Linked DNA regions of Sus scrofa: all the other regions are linked to region 3. Evidence: chromatin contacts called from public Hi-C data. All regions are on one chromosome and are shown on one strand. The core of a region is the stretch at or near the end of the contact, and the rest is flanking DNA. Distances in the headings are between cores, read along the strand shown. Region 1 holds the start of TMEM19 (transmembrane protein 19). Region 2 holds the start of THAP2 (THAP domain-containing protein 2). Region 3 holds the start of TBC1D15 (TBC1 domain family member 15).

Region 1 (3,945 bases), core at 959-3,458, 140 kb before region 3:
CCTTAACCCACTGAGCAAGGCCAGGGATTGAACCTTCAACCTCACGGTTCCTAGTCAGATTTGTTAACCACTGAGCCACGACAGGAACTCCTAGAAAGTGGATTTAAAGCTAAAAGATAAAGACTTTGTTGACAGGTTTTCAGATTATCAAAAAGTTTAAAATTATCAGATCATAAAATCGTGTTTCTTTCTAAAGAATATTTTTAACTATATTAAGTCCTCCTAATTATTTCAGCCTTAAGGTAGAATAACTTGTTTTATGAAGAACAATGGCAACAGGGACACAGGGAAAAATGGACACAGGGAAAAAATGGAAAAGAAATATTTATTTGAAGTGTTAGTTACCAACATCGTTATTATTTAATAAGCAATTTTAGCTAGTTATTTATGAGAGAGAAAATCATCCCTGATATTCAGAAACTAGCCTGACACAGCTAGACTTCAGTGTTGTTAGAAGATGGCCTGATACAGTGAGGTCATGGTTTTCTGTTGAAGACAATCTCACAGAACACCAAAAATCAGACAAGATCACCCTATGACTGACTACTGAACAGAGGGTTGGGGGAAAGCAACCTAGTTCATAATTTTCTCTAAGCAGAGACAAAAACAAGGTTACTAGCAAACCACAAAAATATTAGGTTTTATTACTAATAACTCTACCCAATTGTGTGGTATCACTGATAGTGGCCATTCAATTTTCTGAGGTAATCCAGTTATTTACCTATAAACAGACCCAGACAAAAATGAAGTGGAAAAAAAATTTCTGCATAAAGACCATATATGCATGTAGTCTAGTAAGAGAAAGCCACTACTATTTAGTCCTACTTTGCAAATTTGGTTCTCAGTTCATAAGCTAACCAAAGCAAAGGGCTTTAAGTAGTCTTGGCATGTATTATAGTGTGAGTTTTCAAAATGTAATTATTTTTAGCGGGCTAAAATAAATTTGGGTAAAATGTCTGAAACTGAGGTGTCTTCCTACACTGTAAGGAATTAACTAAAAAATTTCAGAATATAATATTATCAATGTCACTGTTAACCCAGCAAACAAAAGTTAATTTCAAATAAAACGTGAAATCAATCGCTAGAGTCAGACTTTTATTTATTTTTTTTAACTTTTTTTTTGTCTCTACAGGGTAGTACCCGCAGCATATGTAGGTTCCCAGGCTAGGGGTCTAATAGAAGCTCTTGTCGCAGTCCTACTCCACAGCTACAGCAACCGCAACCGCCAAATCCCAGCGGCGTCTGCAACGGACACCACAGCTCATGACAACACAGGATCCTCAACCCACTGAGTGAGGCCAGGGATTGAACCCGAAACCTCATGGTTCCTCAGTTGGATTCGTTTCTGCTGAGCAACCACAGGAACACCGAGGCAGACTTTTAATAGTAAGGAGTGGTCTGCTTTGTAAATAAATTGACTGAATGCACAGACTTTAGTTTTTATTTTTTTTAAGGCCGAACCCACAGCACATGGAAGGTCCCAGGCCAGCAGTCGAATTGGAGCTGCAGCTGCCCGCTTACAACACAGCTACAGCAACACGTGATCCAAGCCATGTCTGCAACCTACACAGTAGCTCAGGACAACAGGTAACTCCGGATCCTTAACCCACTGGGCAAGGCCATTGATCAAACCCTCCTCCTCAGGAATACTAGTCAGGTTTGTTACCTCTGAGCCACAATGGGGAACTCCTGCACAGAATTTATGAAAGATGTGAGAACAAATAATAATTATTTGAGAGTTCAATAGCAGGAACTATGCAAAGCTATCTTTACACCTCCAGCAGCCAGCAGTTTATAAGCGCTAAACTGTGTTGTTTTAAAATGATTTCCTCAGTCATAAAATTCCCTTTCTACAGCCCAATACTCTCCCCCTGAAAAGTACATGATATTGTACGGAATGAGCTGTTCATAGATGGAAAAACATTCGAATTGTATTCTCAACATGGACTTGGTCTAAATTCACTTGCATGAATGATCATCTATACTATTACTACCGAGGTGGTGGTTTCACTTTTGGGGTTATTCTGGAAACGGAGGGCCTTTCAGGTGTTCCAAGTGTCTAGATTCTAGGAAGCTTTACAACGCACTACATTACAACGCATTACAAACACACACCGGACTGAACACGGAACCTCCTTGCTCCGTCCTCCCGCTCCAGCTGCCCTTGGAGCCGCCCTTTAAATGCTCGCGTGATCGAGGTACCGCCCACAGGTGGCCACGGCGCATGCGCCTAAGAGGCGAGCCAGGGGAGACGGGCGCACAGCAAGTCGCGGGCTGAGCGCTAGGGTCCTTGGCCCTGGCCCGCTGGACCCGGCGGTGCAGGCGTCCATCCGGACGTGACCGCGCTCCCTTGCGCTGGACTTGCCAGCGGGACACCCCACATTTAAGCTCTGACTCCGCCCCTTTGCGCCACCGACCCCGGGCGTCAGCGCGTGGCAGGCGGCGGGGGCGGAGCTAGCCACCCCCGGCCGCTGATTGGCTGCCTCCGCTTCCCCTTCCCGAGAGTTCAGGTGTGAAGTGACTGCTGTCCGCGAGCCGGCGCCCTGAGGAGTTACGCTACGCTCTTGCAGCGAGGTTTTAACCTCACCCAGACTCCTCTGGCAGCGCTCAGCCAGACCAATTTTTGGAAATATTTGGGTTTATATTACTTTGCTGTCGGTGGAAGATGTCGGCTTCTACACGAATGTTTTGCTGGCCACTTAAATGACTTTTTTTTTCCTCAGAAACGCGAAACATTTTCTCCCCCAGGTGTTCCTATCCTCATTTTTCATGACAGATCTTGATAACAATTCATGCAAAAAATATATAAAGATGATAACTAATATAGTTATACTGAGCCTGATCATTTGCATTTCTTTAGCTTTCTGGATTATGTCTATGACTGCAAGCACCTATTATGGTGAGTATGAATGTTTTGATTGTCTTTTTAATTTGTGGGATTTAAAAGGTACCGTTGTGAAAGACAAAACTCTTGTCTTCTGAATAGTTGTAAACTGTTGTGTTTAGTTAACTTCCGGGGCCTGAATTACCTTAACTAACCTGGAAATATACAGTGCCTTGAACCTTTTAAAGCCTTTGAGCATTGCCGTTTGTCATAATACTAGTTACAGCAGTTTGAAAAATATGTTTTTATGTTTTATGTAATTATTGCATCTAGTTTGGTGGAGAGTAAGTGAGGTGAAATTTAATTTTGTAAAGCACTTGCAGTGATGCCTTTACTAAGAATATTAGTGAGGTGGTTTACCAGTTCCATGTGTCTTGTACAAAATAAAAAGTAAAAATAAAAGATGACACAATATTTACACTTGGAGATTTGGATTTTTTTTGTCTGCACTTTGGTCCCTTCAGAAGAACAGACCTGTTTTAAAGCCTGAAACCAATTTGCATAAATACTCTAGACTCAAATCTTTAGGGTTTTTATTTTTTGTCTTTTTAGGGCCAACCCACGGCATATGAAAGTGCCCAGTTTGAAGTTAGAGGTCAGATTGGAACTACAGCTGCCAGCCTATACCACAGCCACAGCAATGCCGGATCCAAGCCTTTGTACAAACTTCCTTGGTACCCCTTTACAAAAAATAGGAGTTCCCTAGTTGCACAGCATAGGTTAAAGTTCCAGCGTTGTCACTGAAGCAGCTTGGGTCGCTCCTGTGGCGTGGGTTCCATCCCTGGCCCAGGAACTTCCACATGCCAGGACTGAGGCCAAAACACGAACAATAACCAAAAAAAACAAAAACAAAACCCACAGAATACTGTTCAGTTCAAAGGAAAAGTGAAAAATCAAGAAAGTGAACTTTTATAAGTGGTTGTATCATAAGTGATTGCTGTTTTAGACCTTAGTCCTTTTGCAAAGAGACATGTGGATAATAGAGTGCGTGTTCTCCAAGGTACAGGAGCTTTCAGGCTGTTCATTAATAATGATTCCCGGTAGGAAATGAGAGTTATGGG
Region 2 (3,782 bases), core at 312-2,811, 160 kb before region 3:
AAAGACATATAAATTTAAAGCCTCTGAATTAATAGAGCTGGTGAATATACCGGGGTTTTTTTTTTCCAACTTTAGAAGGCAGCAATGTGTAAGAATAAATCAAGATAGAAAGGTTAAAACAGACTCAAATAAAAGCAGTAGGATTATGCAGAATGAAACTTCACAATTTCCAATGTCGCAGTGCAATATGATATAAGCAATGGTATTCCCCAAACTTTTTATGGCTAATATTTTTTTTCTTCCTCTAAAAATCTAAGTCAACATCACCTAAAAGCAAGGGTAGTATTAAAAAGAGGGTTAATGAAACTTGGGCTTCTGATGTAATATTACAGATCTGATTTTACACTTCCTTAGGTTCCATTAGTTTGGCCCCCATCCATAACACGTAAATATTTATTAAAAAGCAATAAACTCAATAAAGTAATTTTTTAAAATAACGCTACGGTTTGACACATGGAGATTACCAAAGAACCAACTACGTTAAGTATACTTACAGTGACAAGCGGTTCTGATGGTTCAGAAAAGTTACTCATCTCAAAGACCTAGCAATGACGCTAAAAGGAACTTTAGTAGTGACACACCCAGGGCAGACCGCCACGTTAAGGATACAACTCTTCCGAGGTGGAGAGGGCTCTCGCCAGCTCTGACTGCTGCTGAATCCAGATCCTGCTCCTCCTCCTAGGGGAGGTCTGCCCCCCGGCTTGCCTCCTCGCTCACCCCCTCCTCGCCCCCGACTCCAGCGACTCCCACCCCGGTAAGGCCTGCCTCGAAAACGGAAACGGTCCAAGGCAATGTGGCTCCGTTCCCAAAAGGACGGCCGGGGGCTGCTTTCGGACAGTGAGCTCGAAGGCATCCGCACGGAAGGCGGGTGAGACCTGAACGGCTCTTTGGGTCGGTAGCTGCTGTGTCCCCTGAGGTGGCCCCGCTCCGACGCGTGCCGTGAGCGTGAGAAATTCCTCAGCTGCTGCTGAGAAGAGGACGACGACGAGGAGGAGCCACCGCCTCCGCCGGATCCACCACCCCGGGCCGGGTGAGGAGGCCTTCGCCGCGGATACGGTAACAGCCCTCCGCCACTGCTGCTGCTGCTGCTCCGGCTCCGTATCTGGCTGTTATTATCGTCATCGCTGATCTCTCCATCTTCGAGCTCCCCTTCTTCCTTGGGCGAGAGGCCACTGGAGGCCGGGGCCGGAGTATCTGCGGTCGCCATCCCGGGAGCAGTGCCTTCCACACAACCTTAGCCCTCTGTCCGGGGATCCACCCTACAATTGTCTTCCTCCTCTGTTTCCTTTTTTCCTAACGGACCCGGTCGGTGCGGTTTTACAGTACTCGGACACCTAGTGGGCTCTGCTCCCCAACTTCCCCGCACCCCAGCTCTTTCTCGCCGGACCGTCGCAATTCAGTTCCCTTCCCTAGCGCCCCCTTGCTCTCCGCGATCGGGGCTCTTCCGCCTCGCGAGAAAGGGTCTCTGGAAGTGGCTCTACTCGTGACGTCACTTCCCGAAGCACGCAGGAAACAAGGCTCCCAATTCACGCGATAAAAATTAGGACGACGCGATTCTCAGTGGGCGTTGTAGTTTTTTTTGAGTATTGCTTTCCGTTTGTCCTTCCAAAATCTGTGCCTGTTAGCTACTCCAGACCCTAAACTCGGGTTTCTGGGTGCGTGGCAGGGTAGGCGGGTCTCTTCTTAATCTCGGCTGCGAGATTCATATTTCATAGTGATAGGGGGCTGGTGGGGGGCATACCTCTTCGATTGCTCAAAGAACAACTACCAAAGAGACCAGTAGTCCCTCTCTTTTGGGAGCCAGCGGTAGGGCGGGTTGCGTTCGCCATGTTGGTGAAGGCAAACGAAGGGGACTGGAGCTCCAGGACTGTAGGCTCTGCTGCCCCAAGTCCGCCATATTAATAAAGAGAAAGGGAAGGTTGACTACCCCCCCCCAGCTACACACACACACACACACACACACACACACACACACACAACACGCATACACAACCCCTTCCTCGCACGCAGGTCCCACGACTCAGTTCTTTGGCCCTTCCCCTGCCACGCTTCCCCAGTCTCTGCCCGAAGGGAGCGTAGCAACCCGCACCTCAAATCAGGCTTAAGACAGCGCCGAATGAGGGGGAAAGGGAAATGCCGACCAATTGCGCCGCGGCGGGCTGTGCTACTACCTACAACAAGCACATTAACATCAGCTTCCACAGGTAACCTGGGCAGGGAGTGCGGGTGACGAAAACGGGAGTTCCTTGACTGGGTATCGCTTGGGGCGGGGGGGAAGACCAGGGAGGATTCTACTAATTCTGATAACTTCCGTAGCTAACTAGTAGCAGAGGCGCAACATTTTTACCCTTTGTGTGTGTTTCTCAAATCTGTCCAATTTTTCTCTCCCTTCGGGGAAGGTTTGCTCACTTTGAGAAAGAGAGCCAAGTTCTGTACGGTGATTGCTCCTTTAGAAAGTGACAAGGAAGATACCTTAATTTTCTACTCTTTTACTCCTGTGTATTAGATCAGGTCTTGACATTAATGACACCGTAAGAGGAAGTGAGATCTTCCTGTTCAAGCCAGCAATCACCTAAAAAGCCTGCTGTGTTCTCATTAGAAGTTAATTCTTACTGGCTGAACTGACATGGGAAGCATTTGGATTTTTAATCTTTTAGTCACAGGCAGTAATTTTGTGGAGGAATTGAGTCATCATTAATAGCCGTGGAATTAAGCGATGTTAATGAAAGTGGGAAATGAAAGCTTTCTTTTCTTTTAGTATGCAGAGTAGTATAATAAAAGGAACCCGGATTGTGTTTTTCCTACGTTTGCTGGAAGAGCAAGCAAAATTCTTTAGTTCTGTTAAATCAGACCTCTTGAAAGGGCTTTGAACACTATATGACATAAGTACTTAGGTAAATGTTTTACCTTCTCTACAAATGCCTGCCATATGCCTGAAGAAAGGAAGGATTCAAAAAGTTGAGTGCAAACAGTTCTGATTTTATATACCTCACAGCTTAATAAGGTCGTAGAATGTGGAAAATAACCCTGACCTTTCTCCTTATCTCATTATGACTAAATGTACCTTCTTATTAAAAGTTAGTACTAAAAAACAAACAAACAAAAACTCTTGTGGTGTTTCTTTTTGTCATCTACTTCATGCACATGTAGTCCTTTGTTCATTCACCCATCGAATGTGTACCAAGCTCTTATTTGCCTCTCCTACTAGGGATCCAGGAAATTATCTTCCCGGAGTTGGAATGAGAAAGACTGACACAAATAATTATGGTTAAGTGCCACAGAAGAAACCTTTAGGGAGACCTAGCTTTGCCTTGAAAAGTCAAAGAACACTTCTCAAAGGATGTGAAAGCTCAAATGAGACCAAAAGATGACATAAATTTGGTCCTGTATGCTACACTTGAGAAGCCATGGAAGCTTTAAAAAGAATGGCATGATTAGATTTGTATATTAAAATGACCTCAGGCTTCAGTGTAGAGAATTATAGTGTTACTTAAAAGTGCTGGTCACACATCATCAAGGGATGAGTTTGATGAGAAAGGATCTTGTTACAGGATGTTTATGTACATACTGTTGCACAGGGAAATTTTGCTACACCATCAACTGAACTAAACAATGTACTTCTGTTGCTGACACAATCAGCATTAGAAGAGGTGAGAGTTGATAGAGAAAAAAGTTAAGAACCTATAGTAAAACAAGGAAGGGTTCACCCAGGCACCTAGACTAGGATGATACTGACAGTAGGGTTGGAAAGAAGTAGACAGATTTAAGAAATGCTTGAGGAA
Region 3 (4,037 bases), core at 959-3,458:
ACTATCAGTACTTACAGGTCTTATTTCTTCAGCTGGTTAATTTATCCCATGAGAACTCCTGCAATCTCTTGGTTGTCAGCTATGTTTTCTTCATGGCACTGCCTTGCACAGTTACGCATTAAAAGTTTTTAGTCTGACTTTTATAAGAGTTTAGGCAAGGTAAGTATCAATGAGTGGTGGCAAAATTGGGAGAATCTTAATAAATGATGTGTGACATGGGATAAGCCCTGAAACACTGAGAGGTCAGTCAGAAACTGAAGTGAGAGAGAATCAAACTGAACAGGTAATTAAATGCTGTAGTTTAACGAGAGAAGTGATCACTTTCAGATGACTGTACAGGTAGCACAGCTGACTAAGGCACATATCTCTAATGAGGTCTCTATTCAGCCATAAAGCAGCTTATGACTGTAGCATATCCCTAAAAGAATTTTTCTGTCACCGAAGCCCCACCTAGATCCAAAGTTTCTTTAAAGGACTTCTTATGATTCTTTTCCACCTTATGACTTTTTTTTTTTTTTTTTTTTTCTTTTCAGAGCCACACCTGTGGCGTATGGAAGTTCCCAGACTAGGGGTCAAATGGGAGCTGCAGCTGCAGGCCTATACCACAGACACCACAGACACAGACACAGCAGCGCAGGATCCCAGCTACATCTGCGACCTATGCCGCAGCTTGTGGCAATTTTTTCTCTAACCACACCCTATTACTCTGAGCTGGTGGGAAATTTAATCTGGGTCATTATTAGGGCTCTACACACCACGCCTAGAATTGCGTGAAGGTTCTAGGGGATCTTACCTAGTCCTGTGTATGCAGGGAAGGCCCTCAAGTCTTCACTCAATGTTAGTTACTGCTAATATACTAATTTCCCCAGCTCATTTATCCTTTGCAGGTGAGCTGCTTTACCAGTTGAATACCAAGCTTGGGCATGGGGGCTTGGCTGTCGTTAGAATCTCTGATGCAGCCTCCCTAATAGGACTACACATCCATTTCCATCAAAGATCTTGCCACCTCCTTCTCCCATCAGGTTCCCAAGATTCACAGAACCAGCAAACCTCCTCTTCTGCTATTTCCTTAGGTTGCCACTTAACGAACCTCAAAAGCCTCTATACTCATGCCGCCCTGTGAAAAGAGAAGTACCTCAAAGGACACGGTGTTTTGCTACAAAGGGACCTTTTATTACTCCCTGAGGCAAAGGAAGCCCCAGAGCTTCTGTCAGAGCCATCATGGGTAGTATCCAATAATTTCCTGACATTCTTTTACTGCCCTGAGAACAAAAATAAATTATCTTACTATCTCAACAAATCAATTTACCACATATACATCGTCCCAAGAAATCTTTACAACCACTCCATGGGTAATTCTCGCTCTAATTCCTGAAGCTTGGATGAATTTATAAACTTGTTGCAAGTCACACAGCTATTAAGCAATCGTGTAGGAGCCATGAGCTATATGTGTTGGACTCTGGGACAACGAGGGCATGGTATTATCGCAGTTCCTATCAAAATACCTTGCCCATGGTTGTGCGTGAGTGGCAGTTATCAGACTCAACTTCAGAAACTTCACACAGAGGCGAAAAATTCCTGCGTGTGTGCGTCGGAGACCTGGCTGGGGTCCCTTTAATCTCCACCACAGCCCTATCTCAAGTTTACAGATGAGCTGCCAGAGACTGAAGGTAGAAGTGAAAAGCCAGGAGTTCCCGTCGTGGCTCAGCGATTAACGAATCCGACTAGGAACCATGAGGTTTCCGGTTCAATTCCTGGCCTTGCTCAGTGGGTTAAGGATCCTGCACTGCTGTGAGCTGTGGTGTAGGTTGCAGACGCGGCTCGGATCCCGCATTGCTGTGGTTCTGGCGTAGGCCGGTCCAATTCGACCCCTAGCCTGGGAACCTCCATATGCCACGGGAGCAGCCCTAGAAAAGGCAAAAAAAAAAAAAAAAAAAGACAGAAGTGAAAAGTGTCCACAAAGACCAAATTTCCTGAATCCGAATAGTCTGTACTTTCTTCATACCAACGGCTCAGAGCCTTGCCCCCAAGCAAACCCCAAAGCAAAAATACTTCAACTTACGTTCCCCGCTCGGAAAATAAATTGGCACATGCGCAGTATACACCAGAGACTCCACCCGAAGCCTCCGAGCCCTACTCTGTACGCTCGCCTCGGGTCTCTCCTCCCACCCCGCCCCTTCACTCACCGCAGTTCCCGCCACTCCCCGCCCCTTTCCCGCCCGGATATCAGCCTAGTTTTGCCGGATGTTGTTGTGAGTCTGAGAGACACGTGAGGCGCTGCTACGTCATCACAGACACGCGCAGGAAACATGGCGGCGGCGGGTGTTGTGAGCGGGAAGGTAAGTAACGGCCCCGGGGAACAGTCGTGTTTTTCTCCCGGATGGGGCCGTATTGCTGCTTGGAGGCTGGCGGGGAGGGTCGCGAGGGCTTCTCTGTATCAGATCAGACTGTGGAGGATGTAGAAGAGGGCTAGGTGGTGTCAGATGTTTTCTCCAGAGTACTCGCTCAGCCCGGGAATTAGAGACCCAGCTCCTGCTCCAAGGCCAGCTAGGCCTTGGCGCTGTTCATGTCTGTTCTGCCCAAGGATGAGGGGGCTTTTATTTGTAGTACTTTTCCTAAGGGACGGGTGGTTGTCCTCTTACTTTTTCGTTTTTTTCGACTGTCTCGGTTTTTTCCTGATTGGTTCCTTATGTGTCTACTCCAGCGTTTTTTCTCTCTTCCTTTGAGGCTTTACTCAGACTTGCCTCTGTCTTCCTCTGCCTTACTCTGGTGAAGGCATCTTTGTCCCCTTCAGGAAGAGCTGAAAATAGGTGCTTTGCAGCTGTGCACTTAGGAGACTGTATTGGATCCATTTTACCGGATTGCGGAGTTGGTTGGTCGTTGTGAGCAGCAGCACACATTTCCACGTTCAGGGAGCTGTAGATTTACACCATCCCACGCTTGTCTTTGGAAGGCATTAGTTAAGATATTTCTTTCCTAGATATCTCTGTGATGCTTCCGTGGGAGGATTTGTGGTGCGGTTTTATGGAGGTGGTCTTTGACCTCCAGGTAGTTTGTTTGGAATTAGGATTAGGTGCGGAGGATATTTTATCGCACAGTGCCTGTCATGTTCCGAGGGCACATCTTAATTCCTGCTAGTTAGCACTATCAGGGCATGCCACTGACAGCATTTCCCATTGCGGGAGTAATTTGTAAACAGTTGAATCGGGTAATGACTCATCTAACACTAATAGCTTCCTCTGTTCCTTGAGTTGCACTCATTTTCTTTATTTTTGCCCTCTCCTCATCCCATTTTGAATTATTTGACAGCATGTGTAGTTTAGTGTCTGGACTGCTAGACTAGGCGGCAGAATAACACATCACAGTTACTCTTAAGTGTGACCTTGGGAAATTGAGCAAGCATGACTTCTCTGTCCTTCATATTCTTTGTCTCCAGAATGGATGTCATGCCAGTCATTATTTCTTGTATTGGAGTTGTTAGGATTATATGAAATAATAAAAGCATTAACATGAAGATTACATATTTCTACATACTGAGTGTTTTAAATGATGGGCTGGTCATCGTTTTGAGATCTTTGGTTGTCTTGTCAGTTTTACTCTTCAGGATGGATGCTGATCTTCTTGGCTCACTGCATATTTCGAGGTTATACTGTTTGATTTTCTGTCTGGACTGAGCCAATCTAGGACTTTCCAAGGAGGGATCCTTTCTGTTTGAACTACACTTCTCTTTTTCAGGTGTGGATTGATTTTTTTTTTTTTTTTTTTTTTTGGTCCCACCCACAGCATGTGGAAGTTCCTGGGCCAGGGATCATACCCGAGTTGCTGCTTCAGTGACAGTGCAGGATCCTTAACCTGCTGCATGGTGTGAATTGATTTTGATAGGTCTCTTGAGATGATGAAGTAGAATTGTGAAATATAAGACTTTTTTCACCCTTTGCTTCCATCCACTGCCTTTCATGATCTGACTTCTTAGTCTTTTATTTCTTAACTCTACTTCATCACCTCATCTATTCTCATTGCAAATTTACACCCATTCC

Evidence for each region. Hi-C and Micro-C count contacts between places; a contact is called where the count stands out from the background.
Region 1: a contact with region 3 is called in a Hi-C map of skeletal muscle, with 5 times the contacts expected there. The contact joins the promoter of TMEM19 here to the promoter of TBC1D15 in region 3. A contact is called at or near these places in 1 of 5 promoter capture datasets (liver), 9 of 47 Hi-C or Micro-C datasets (fetal liver, heart right ventricle, liver and 5 more) and 1 of 2 datasets of contacts at active chromatin or transcription factors (alveolar macrophages).
Region 2: a Hi-C map of liver shows a contact between it and region 3, with 5 times the contacts expected there. The contact joins the promoter of THAP2 here to the promoter of TBC1D15 in region 3. A contact is called at or near these places in 7 of 47 Hi-C or Micro-C datasets (fetal heart ventricle, heart right ventricle, liver and 3 more) and 2 of 2 datasets of contacts at active chromatin or transcription factors (alveolar macrophages and skeletal muscle).

Annotation. Positions count from the first base shown.
Region 1 is chr5:35,689,789-35,693,733 of Sscrofa11.1, forward strand. It overlaps TMEM19 (transmembrane protein 19), which reads left to right and starts at 2,209. Exons shown (of 6, transcript XM_003126376.6): 1 at 2,209-2,899. The coding sequence starts at 2,704.
Region 2 is chr5:35,669,719-35,673,500 of Sscrofa11.1, forward strand. It overlaps THAP2 (THAP domain-containing protein 2), which reads left to right and starts at 1,562. Exons shown (of 3, transcript XM_003126383.4): 1 at 1,562-2,204. The coding sequence starts at 2,134. It overlaps ZFC3H1 (zinc finger C3H1 domain-containing protein), which reads right to left and starts at 1,473. Exons shown (of 35, transcript XM_021092001.1): 1 at 610-1,473. The coding sequence starts at 1,207.
Region 3 is chr5:35,825,177-35,829,213 of Sscrofa11.1, forward strand. It overlaps TBC1D15 (TBC1 domain family member 15), which reads left to right and starts at 2,209. Exons shown (of 18, transcript XM_003355517.4): 1 at 2,209-2,339. The coding sequence starts at 2,310.